2 separate regions of the Columba livia genome follow, and region 2 is linked to region 1. Evidence: chromatin contacts called from public Hi-C data. All regions are on one chromosome and are shown on one strand. The core of a region is the stretch at or near the end of the contact, and the rest is flanking DNA. Distances in the headings are between cores, read along the strand shown.

Region 1 (4,939 bases), core at 865-3,364:
TGTTTCAGCAGCCGCAAAAGGCTGAAATGTGAGGAAGCCGTCTTCAGCTAGAAGGCTTGTTAAAAACACTAGGGTTTAACTTAGAAGAAACTTGAGGACTATGTTAGCTTTTCAGTTGTAAAAATAAAGTACATTTTGTGTTTATCCTTACTATTTATTTTCTCCTCCACATTTCCCTCCCTTCACAAAACAAAACTAAATACAGTGGGTGAAAGCAGAATTTACCTTTAAAATCTGATTTGATGGATCTTCTGAATGAGAAACGTGGAGGCTGTCGGTCCCTTTCTCTCTACATATTTAGTGGTACAAGATGCATGTGTATAAATGCTGGGCAGCTGGGAGCTGTTTGTTTTTGGAGAACTGGAAGCTCTTTGAAAACTGCAGGAATAGATATGTTTCTGAAGTTTTATTTCGTTGTTTAGCTTTCTGTCATCCAGAAGTGCAGTGTTTACTTAAATGTTATACAAGCTCAGTGTTGTAAATTAACAAGTACTGTTGTAAATTAGGAGTCTTGGCTTTAAACTGTTGGACTTAATGTTATAATTGAAAACAGCTCTACAAACGCTCAGCTGTCAAGTCCTAACTTTACACAATTACCTTGGTTTCAGAATGTGACATTCCTAGGCTGTTCTGAAAGTGTGTTGAGCTAAACCTGAGGTGTGTATTTGCATTTTTGTGATCAAATGAAACCTGCCACAGAAATCTGAGAAACCCTTTCAATCCAAAGTTTGATGCTAGCAATGCATGCCTTCTTTTGGGGGCATAGCTCTTGCGTAGCTCCTCTGTAGGTAGTCTTGTTATAAAATGTGTGCAAAGTCCCAATAATTAGATTTTAATCTACATGGTGTAATTAAGACTGTTTGTCACATTTGCATTCATATTTCAGGTCATGTTTCTCCATCATGCTGCATGAAAACACAGTCACAATAATAGATGGAAGCTCAGAGCAAGATAGAGGATAATATTGTGGGTAAGGTAGCTCTCTGAGTCCCAAAATGGGAGTTAAGCTGTCACAGAGAGATGTGTTTTGCAGGTGAGATGTAACAGAGTAGAATGAACACAAACAAGTCAGGGCATTGACACTGTTTCAATAAGTACAACTGCAGGCAGAATCAAATAGGCAAGAAGAGATAAAGCTAAGAAAAAAAAATATGGGAAGATCTTAATAGGTAGGAAAGACTTCTGTGTGCACTCTTCATATAATGATATGTGTTGCCGCTTCCCTTTAAAAAAGAATGTATGCATTTAATCCATATCTGATGGAAGTATTTATTGAAGAGGACTGCAGAGCATGAACAGTGGGAGTACAAATAACTGAGTAGGAATAGGACAGACATTTATCATATGGAGATCCTTACTGCAGCGTAAGATAGGTGTTTCCTGTAAAGAGAGGAGATTTCAAGTAAGAGATGTAAGTTAGACGTTGCTTTAAATAATGTTGCCTAAGTGATGGTTTTTTGTGCAGAACTCATCACCAAAGAAAAAAACAAGTCAGTTTAAAAGGTAAAAACCCTCTTCTGAAAGGTCACTGTGGTAGGCAGAAAGTGTTCATTGGTAGATCCTGCTGGGAAGAGAGAGCTTCTGTAGGTATTAGATTTGGCGAGGGTTACTAGTCGACAGTTAATAAGATTTTAATTCATCACTTTAGTGAATGGAATTCAAATTTTCCCTTGTCGGTTTTCCAGTCTGCAGCTCAGGGTAATGGTTTTGTCTCAGGCATTAAGCATGAGGCAACATTTGATATTGAAGATACTTCAAAAAGTAAACAAATGTGTTCCTAGTGTCTCTCCCCATTATGCTAGAGTGTTAGATGTTGAGGTTACTAAGCCTGGGGATGGATGGGAGGATGGGAAGATGCCGTGTGTTGCTTTGTTTGGTTAAAGAGATGGCTCATGCATTCCACCTCCAGTTCCTGAAGAGATGAGCTCCCACAGTTGCGTACATCCTGTCATAAACTGGAGCTGAGCTCTGGGCAAAATTGCTGGTATTGCTACTGTCGCAATTTCACGAATCATGAGACACAAAGACAATTCATTTTTGGTTTCTTTCCTGATATTTGAAATTACAGAGGCAGTTGTTGTGCTGTTTTTCTGTTTGTACATTAAAAAACAACCAGTTTACCTACATGCATGGTAGAACATGCCATGTGGTGTCACTTCTGGTTTTCCTCCTCCCTGTTAGAAAAGATGGTATGTTCCCCAGCTGTGTCCTGCTTTCCCCTCTACAAAAGCATTCAGCCCCCATCCTATACCTTGGGGCAGGATGTGGCTGAGGCCAAAACCACGAGGGGTGATTTTCCAGCTTGGAATTTCCCCACGGCTATTGTGTCCATCTCCTATGTACGGCAGAAGAAAAGTGTTTGTCTCAGCAATTGCTTTTGTTAAGGGCTGTTGCTGTGAACTCGGCTTCAGGACATCGAAATGATGCACCACCATCTGATTGCTGAGCAAATTCTTGCTGCTTTGGCCAAGCGTTTTTTGTGTCATATGTATATTCAGGTGATAGACACTGTGTGAGCTGCCATACGCTATCCTTCAATTTTCCATGGCAAATGAAGTGCTTGTTAAACCACAAGTTAGACTGAAGTTACATGTGGAATTATGAGGCAGTACTTATGTGACTTCTTAACATGAATGGATCTATTGGTGACTTCATTCTGATACCAAGTAAAGTTGAGACCTCGCAAGTGTTACTCTTTGCATAGAAACAGATCTTTTTACATTAGATTGTAGGGGCTTCAGCAAATAAGAAGGCAAAATAATTTAAAAGAAGATTAGGAAAAACGTGTACCTTTTTCCAGCCTCTGTTTAATTAGGCTTCTCACTAAGAGAAATTATATAATTCTTGGTCTCATTAGAAGGAAGTCTAGTCAAGTCATTCTGTTTTCACAGTATTTAAATAATGCACTTACTGTTGGCAAAATTGTTCCTACGCTAAAGCAGGCTCCAAAATTATTCATAATTCCAACCTGGCAAATGGTAGCTCTCAGGTATATTGTCAGTTCTGGTGCAAGTCTAACACACCTTTAGAAATGCATTTAAACCTTTTTCCTACCTTGATTTTTTTTTCTATAATGGATTAAATGTAGTATTAGTCTATACATGCAGCTGTGACTGGGATCTGATACACTGAAGCATGTAATAGGTGCAGTCAGAGTTGCTACCAGAGTGAGGAACCATCACTGGCCATCACCTCTTAAAGTCAGAGCTGAGAATGTTCATCTTTTAAGGTATCTTTTGTGATTTCTAAGCAGTGCCCAACATCAGACCTTCACAGCACTCCCAGCTCTGCTGTCAGTGGTGTGCATGGGACTTGATTTATCAATGGGAAACAAGTATTAACTTTCTGAGAGCCCCTGGTTACAGACAGCCCTCTCTGTGCCACCCATTGCTTGTCCTTCAGACTCAATAGTTTGTTCCAGTTCCATGCTGGTCCACAGAACTGCTGTTGTGTGGCATTGCAAGTGCTATGACTGGCCAGCTCTGGGTGCAAGTAACCCCTTTTGCTTTCATTTGTCTAAGATTACTTTTGTAAACATTTGTGCATGTTTATATTTGTGTAAGACTAATTCCTTCCTCTGTTTTTCCGTGTGGTCCTATGGAGAGCTAACCAAGCTCAGCTCAGCTGAGAGGTGGCACAGGAAGAAAGGAGCAAGAGGAAAGAGTTGCCTAAACTGGCCTTGATAATAACCTATGAAAGGCTGGAACTGGAGCTTGGGTGTATAGGTCACAATTTCCAATTTCCTTGTTCCAGCTTTGGCCCACCAACATTCGGTGACTTCCTCTGTCTCATGTGTGATCTGAGCTAATTTCCAACTGTTATTAATGACATTTCTACTCTGCTTGTAGACATTAAAGTAGAGCATATAAAACATAAAATTGGTTTACATTCTTATGATTTTTATATGTGAATTCCCTATCTTGAGTGAAACTCTTGTAAGTACTGGAACTCAAAGGAAAAAATTCTAGAGCTTCCTGGATATTGTTGCCTAGAGGTCATCTTTCTAGGTTTATTTATTTTACATATCAATGATTTTACATAAGAAGCTAGAAAACAAATGTATGCTTTGTCTGCACTGAGGAGAGCAGCTGAACGTACCTGAGCTATAAGAAGCAGTCCAGCCATTGCTGTGTGGAGCCCTCTGGGAACTGACTCACCCTGCACTGCCCCAAGAAATTGCACTCTCTGGCCTACACCCTGTGTTGGGCTTGTGCTACAGGACTAAATATTGGCCTTATCCATTTCCACTCTTTGTTAGACCTTGTTTATGGCTCAGAAGCAGCACATGGAGGGTGGAGAAGCTCACATTTCTTCACGCTCTTATTAGCCATTGGCTCTAGATCAAGAAACGTGAGCAACCTTTATTTAATAAAGATCAGTTGCAGACCTGTAAGTTAACATCACTTCCACTAACACTTTTTCATTTAAACTCTTAATTCTCCCTCTTGTGACCTGAAGTAGTGATTTATCGCAATCTGCTAGCATTTGAACATTTCTGTTGTTACAGACAGAAAATTGTGCATGTCCAGGGCTTAGGTGATCTCAAGCCAGGTCAGCAGATCCCAGTCTCCCAGATCCTTGAATGTGAACTTTAGGGGCTCTTTTTACAAATGGAACCATTCAGTTCAATGAAAGCTGACTCGTATTTTTAGGGTTACGGGCTGGGATTTGTGCCTCTATTGAGCTACGCAGCAAGAAGAGCATGTGGAAATTCCCACTGAATCAGCCAGAGCAAAGGGCAAGGGAAGTGTCCACTCCAGCACATTGGATGCTCATCTGCCACAGTTCTCTCTCCTGCATCTATTTTATAATATAACTGGAACCATGTTATGCTTGGTGATTTGTTAAATTTACATTCAAATTTGAGTTGTCAGATGCAGGGACAGGCATTGGACTCAGTGATACTTGTGGGTCACTTCCAACTGAGGACGTTCTATGA
Region 2 (5,242 bases), core at 193-2,692, 190 kb after region 1:
TCAAACACCTCAAGTTGTTCCAATAAAGACTGATTTATCATTTGTGGCAAGGAAAAACACAACCTCATGAATTGCACTAGTCTTAGTGAGATACAAGCTTGGGATTGGAGGGGTCGGTAAAAGACAGAAGCAACTTAAACTTGCAGTGAGAGAACAGCAGTATTCATCAGCATACAGCGGTCTCAGGATGTGAACGGCAATGCTTGATCTTGTTTGATGTTAACTGCAACTCTCAGATAAATGAAGTAGAACACGGCAGAATTCCCTGCCTTGGGACCACTAATCACAATTAAATCCCTGACCGGCAGTGGCAGAATGAGAACTTAACAAGAAAGAAGAAAAATGTTTTTCCATCAATTAGGAAAAGCTATGAAATTTATCTGTCTTGTCTACTATTCAGTTACAGAATAGAAACACTCCTTTTGTAGACAGAATACATGACATAAGAGAAATTAGTACTGGGGCAGAGGGCGGGGGGGGGGGCGTGAAAGGCACTTAGAGATAGTGTCTTTTTATCAGTGACAAACTATTTGTCTCCCCTCTCTTGAGAAGTTTAGAAAAGCGCTGCTTTTTATCCTTTCAATAAATATTGGTCTCTCTCTCAATTCAGACTATTAAAAATAATAAGAGGAATATAATACAACTTTAAATGAGAGTTTATATATCACATGCTTTATGACAGCTGCTTTTATTTCACTTTAGATTAACAGAGCCTTTATGTTGAGACTTTGGAGCTGACCTTACAAAGCAGCAATACCATTAGCCCTGAAGCACATGTTTCCCATTTTATGTTTCTGAGGTAACGTTCTTTGTGAAAGCAAAAGGAATGAAAAAGCAAACTTGCAGGAAAAATAAAAGTCGGAGTGTCCTCCTTTTGAACAAAATTAAAGTCAGTTTGGACATTTGAAAATACGAAGTGAGAGGCCATGGCCTTACAAAGAGCTTCTCAATGTGATCCCAAGAGTTACATGCTCAGCTTTCCTTTAGTATGTCATAGCTCACTGTCATTTCCTCTCAGGAGGCTGAACATATTTTGCCATCTCAATTTGAAGTGAAAGGTCTCACTTACATCAATGTTATTTCAGTTTTAACCAGCATTACTCAAACGATTTATAAGCACACCCAACCAAAAGAGCACCGTTATACCGAATGAACCCAAAAGAGTTATTCTGGGGTAAAGCAGAAAGGAATTTGATCTGCCCTGTTGCCAAGAGTCATGAGTTACTGTTATGCATGGAAATAAAACTAATTGTATTGGCGTTTTACCATTGCCATGTTCTAGTGGCTCACTGCAAGAGCAATATATTTGCTTTTTTCTTGATAAGCTTAATAATAGTGCCAGTGGAAGTTGGATCAAGGTTCCTGCAATCATATGGCCTTTTACTCAGAGGAAGTCTCCCCTTTGAAACACATTTCTGCAAACCTTCCAACAGGAAAGACGCACAGGTTGCTGGAGCTGCAGCCAGGTTCCAACATCCACAGACCGCCCCGTACTGTTATCTCAGACCAGCTTGAATGGAGACATGGGACTTTCTTGGGGTTTTGTTTTGTAAAGAAGAAGACAAACAGTTTGCATGTCACATCTATGTTTAAGCATTTAAATTCATAATTCTAATTCAAAACTGCAACATTTGCCCCTTCCTACCGACTCAATGAGAACTCTTGGATGCTGACTGCTTCTGGAAATAAGAGACATTACTTAGGGGGCAAGATATTGAAGGAGCAGCCCACTTGGAACATCCTTCTGTGATGGACTTGTCCTAAGCCTCAGAAGTTCCAGCTGCTATTTGTTTCACCAAGGCTGTTTCCTCATGTTTACATATTCTTTAGGCCCAGTTTAGATTCCACCAACCAATAAACCAACAAATGAACAAACCAGAGTCCTTCTCCTGTATCACCCAGTCTAATAATGTCCTTCAGTCCAACAGCTTCTGCTCCACTTTGTGGTGGCTTTTCCCCACTTTGCCCTTTTCCACTGGGCCTGGAGACATGCAGGACCCCCCCTCATAGAAGACAACGATATATATCTCTTCCCTTGCAGTTTGGGGGGGGGGTTGTTTGCCTCTTTTTTGTTTTGTTTTATACTATGTAAACCTGGTATCGGGGAAGGAGGAGTAACAAAAACATGCTCATATGACATTTTTGCCAACAGATAGTTGGTATTTCTTGGCAATGTTCCATATTAGAAATTACCCCCTGCCTGTACAACTCTCCAGTTCCCTCTGGTATATACTCTAAACTGTTGGTTTGCTGTGTTTCGCTGTAGACATAGCAGCAGTTAAGCAACTCCAACATCTACATTTGTGTTTCAGTAAGGTTAGGTACATTCAGACGCATTAAATCGGAAAGGTGCAACACTATAAATAGAGGTCACTCACGTGCAAGGGCAGACTTGAGTACACAATATGTCTTATTCAGATTACAATCTGAATTACCACATCATCCTTGTACTAAGGTCCAAAAAAGGGTATTGTCACCACATTACAGTCCAAGTTACAATTCTTCTACCAAGTTTTTGTCCATGATTAAATACAAATGGTTGGCAAATCCCCTCTTCCCTTTATTTTTCCTTTCTTTGTTTTCTTTAATAGATGGTCTTGTTATCATTAAGTGGCATGAACCAGGCAAATATTTAGATTTCTGTTCAGATTTCTGTGTCTGAATTGGTCATTTTGACTCCATCCTCTTTGATGCCTAGAAAATACCATACCATTTGTATTCAAAGGGAAAAAAAGGAATCCGTGATTCTTTTGGTGTGCTATGAATAAGCATGGAGATGTTGGGACACGAAAAGCATACATGACGCTACAATTAAAAAACCCCAATTTGTTAGCAGTTCTGTAATATTCCTCAAATGCAGAAATTCTAAACAGTGTGAAGTCATCCGTAACAGTGATTTTCACGGGGAGTGAGACAGCCTGCCAGATTTTCTGGACTAACATCAAACAATGCAGCACTGGTCAGTATGATATAGTGCATAAGAGCCAGGCTCTTCTTGGTGACAACCAATGATAGGACAAGGGGTAATGGGCACAAACTGGAACACAAGAGGTTCCACTTAAATTTGAGAAGAAACTTCATCTCAGTGAGGGTGGCAGAGCCTGGCCCAGGCTGCCCAGGGGGTTGTGGAGTCTCCTTCTCTGCAGACATTCCAACCCGCCTGGACACCTTCCTGTGTAACCTCATCTGGGTGTTCCTGCTCCATGGGGGGATTGCACTGGATGAGCTTTCCAGGGCCCTTCCAATCCCTGACATTCTGTGATTCTGTGATAAAAGCAACTGAATCTCCCATTGACTACAGCAGATTTTTTTGTGAACTGCTTCCATATTAAGATTTCTCATGCTTTCTCAACACGCGGGGTAGACATCCACGTTTCCTGACACATCCACTTACAAAGCCCGTCAGCCCCATGTGCTGCCCAGGGAACTCTGGTGCTCATGGTAGGTTTGTCTTTTCTAAGGAAACTGAGCACGTAGCCACTGAATCCTAATTGCGTACGTGCTAAAGAGAGAGTTCTTCCTTGAATCAGGATGGATTTATCCTTTTGCTAGAATAAGCATTCTCAAAACAAGTTCAAAGTCCCAAATTTGCCAGAAAATAACACCCAAAAGATCACAGAAAGGAATTTAAGATGCGGCTCTCTTACAGATGTTAAAACCAACAGATCTTCCACACAAATGCCATAAATTTATATATAATCATCCAGTTATTCAAACCTGAAACAAGAAAAACAAAAACATGTTTTCTCTTACATGAAGATTATAAATAAAGACATGAAAACTGGGTCTTTTGAGGCTACGGAAACGCTGACAGCCGAAAGTTTTTGTTCCTGCATTACAGTTTCCTTATTTTTATTTAAAAAAATCCATTGCCTCATCTGACACAAATACCATTTCTAAAGAAAGAGTTGTGGGTGTAGACTGAAAGAAATTAGTACTTTGTTTGTTCTTCACGGCTCATTGATGAATTAGTGCTGACTTCAAAAAACGTTTAGTAAAATCTCAGCTGATGCCAACGGGCAAGCCCTGCTTGAGCTATAGGGAAGCTAGTGGAAAAAAATCAACTCACTAGGTAAGTTTATTTTTTCCAATTCAAAACTGAACTTCGCTTTAGGCCCTGAATTATTCCTGCTTGTTCATTTAACTGGAGACAGAAATCTTTAACTTACTGGGAGCCACCACTGGTGGTACAGGGCTGGCCCCATACACCTCTGTTCTGAGAAAAGGCCTGTTGAACATGGTGACAGTAACTTAGAGCTGAATTGCCACCAGCAGTGTTGCGTTTACATTGTGCTACAAATGGAATACTCTCATCTCTCCCATGGAAGTTATTCACAGCATGATACCACATTTAAAACTCCTCTCATGGTTTAGTGCACTGTACTGTAACATACGCCAGGGACTTAGCTATTTGGATAAAAAACAGTTTACTACATGAAGGGGAGACATTTTTTAACTTAATCAGAGACCATGAAGTTAACAGTGAGCTGGTGAGGCCACCTAATCATTAGCATTTCCTTCAGACCCCAGTTACCCCCCTCCGTACAAGGAGCCCATATTTGCATCAAATCTGGAAGCACCAGCAAGAAATAACTTTTTCTAGGATGCCAGATGTCTGATAGAGGAAGAAAAAACCAAAACAAATCAAAACAAACTTTCTTTGTGGCACAGAGGCTGCTATCAACTGAGGAATCGAATGGATGGGAAGTTATACCCAGCTGTTCCTGGCTGGAGAAGCGAACAAGCAAAGCCTGGACAGGGAAGGAGGCAGATGGAGGGAGGAGGTATCCTCATCACCACTCCGAGAACTTGGAGGAGCAGAGTGTATTCATAGAATTTGTAGTGGCAAACAGGTTTGCAGACCTGAAGAAAAAACAAATGAAACAAAAACCACAAAAATCCCAACCAAAAAACCCACAAGCAATGTAAAACGACTTCTGAAAAGTTACTTCAGGTTCTTATTCGCTCCTTCATGTATCATTAATACCCTTAAAATCTCCAGCCTTTAAATTTTGGTGACTTAACCAGGTAGGGTGTATGACAGCAGGAGGAACTGGGTTCACATTTTGTGTGTGTTCTGCAGGATGCCAGGGCTGGGGCCACGCTGGGCAGGAGGCCGCCTGTGTGCAGATGGAATGTGCCAGCGGGGACGGAACAGCCACAGAGGAGCCCAGGGAAAAATCCCATCAACCTGCAACTTCTCAGCGTCCTGCTGCATCTAAAGCTCAAGTGTGACTTCCAC

Evidence for each region. Hi-C and Micro-C count contacts between places; a contact is called where the count stands out from the background.
Region 2: a Hi-C map of liver shows a contact between it and region 1, with 3 times the contacts expected there. The contact joins two enhancer-like sites. A contact is called at or near these places in 2 of 2 Hi-C or Micro-C datasets (crop and liver).

The regions. Positions count from the first base shown.
Region 1 is chr4:72,142,462-72,147,400 of bColLiv1.pat.W.v2, forward strand. All of the region lies in intron 7 of DKK2 (dickkopf WNT signaling pathway inhibitor 2), which reads left to right. Among named protein-coding and RNA genes, the nearest start is that of DKK2, 90 kb to the left of the region's middle. Within about 2 kb of position 2,115, at least 1 of the 3 cell types and tissues checked has an H3K27ac peak away from gene starts, as active enhancers do.
Region 2 is chr4:72,330,804-72,336,045 of bColLiv1.pat.W.v2, forward strand. No RefSeq gene overlaps it. Among named protein-coding and RNA genes, the nearest start is that of GIMD1, 9.1 kb to the right of the region's middle. Within about 2 kb of position 1,443, at least 1 of the 3 cell types and tissues checked has an H3K27ac peak away from gene starts, as active enhancers do.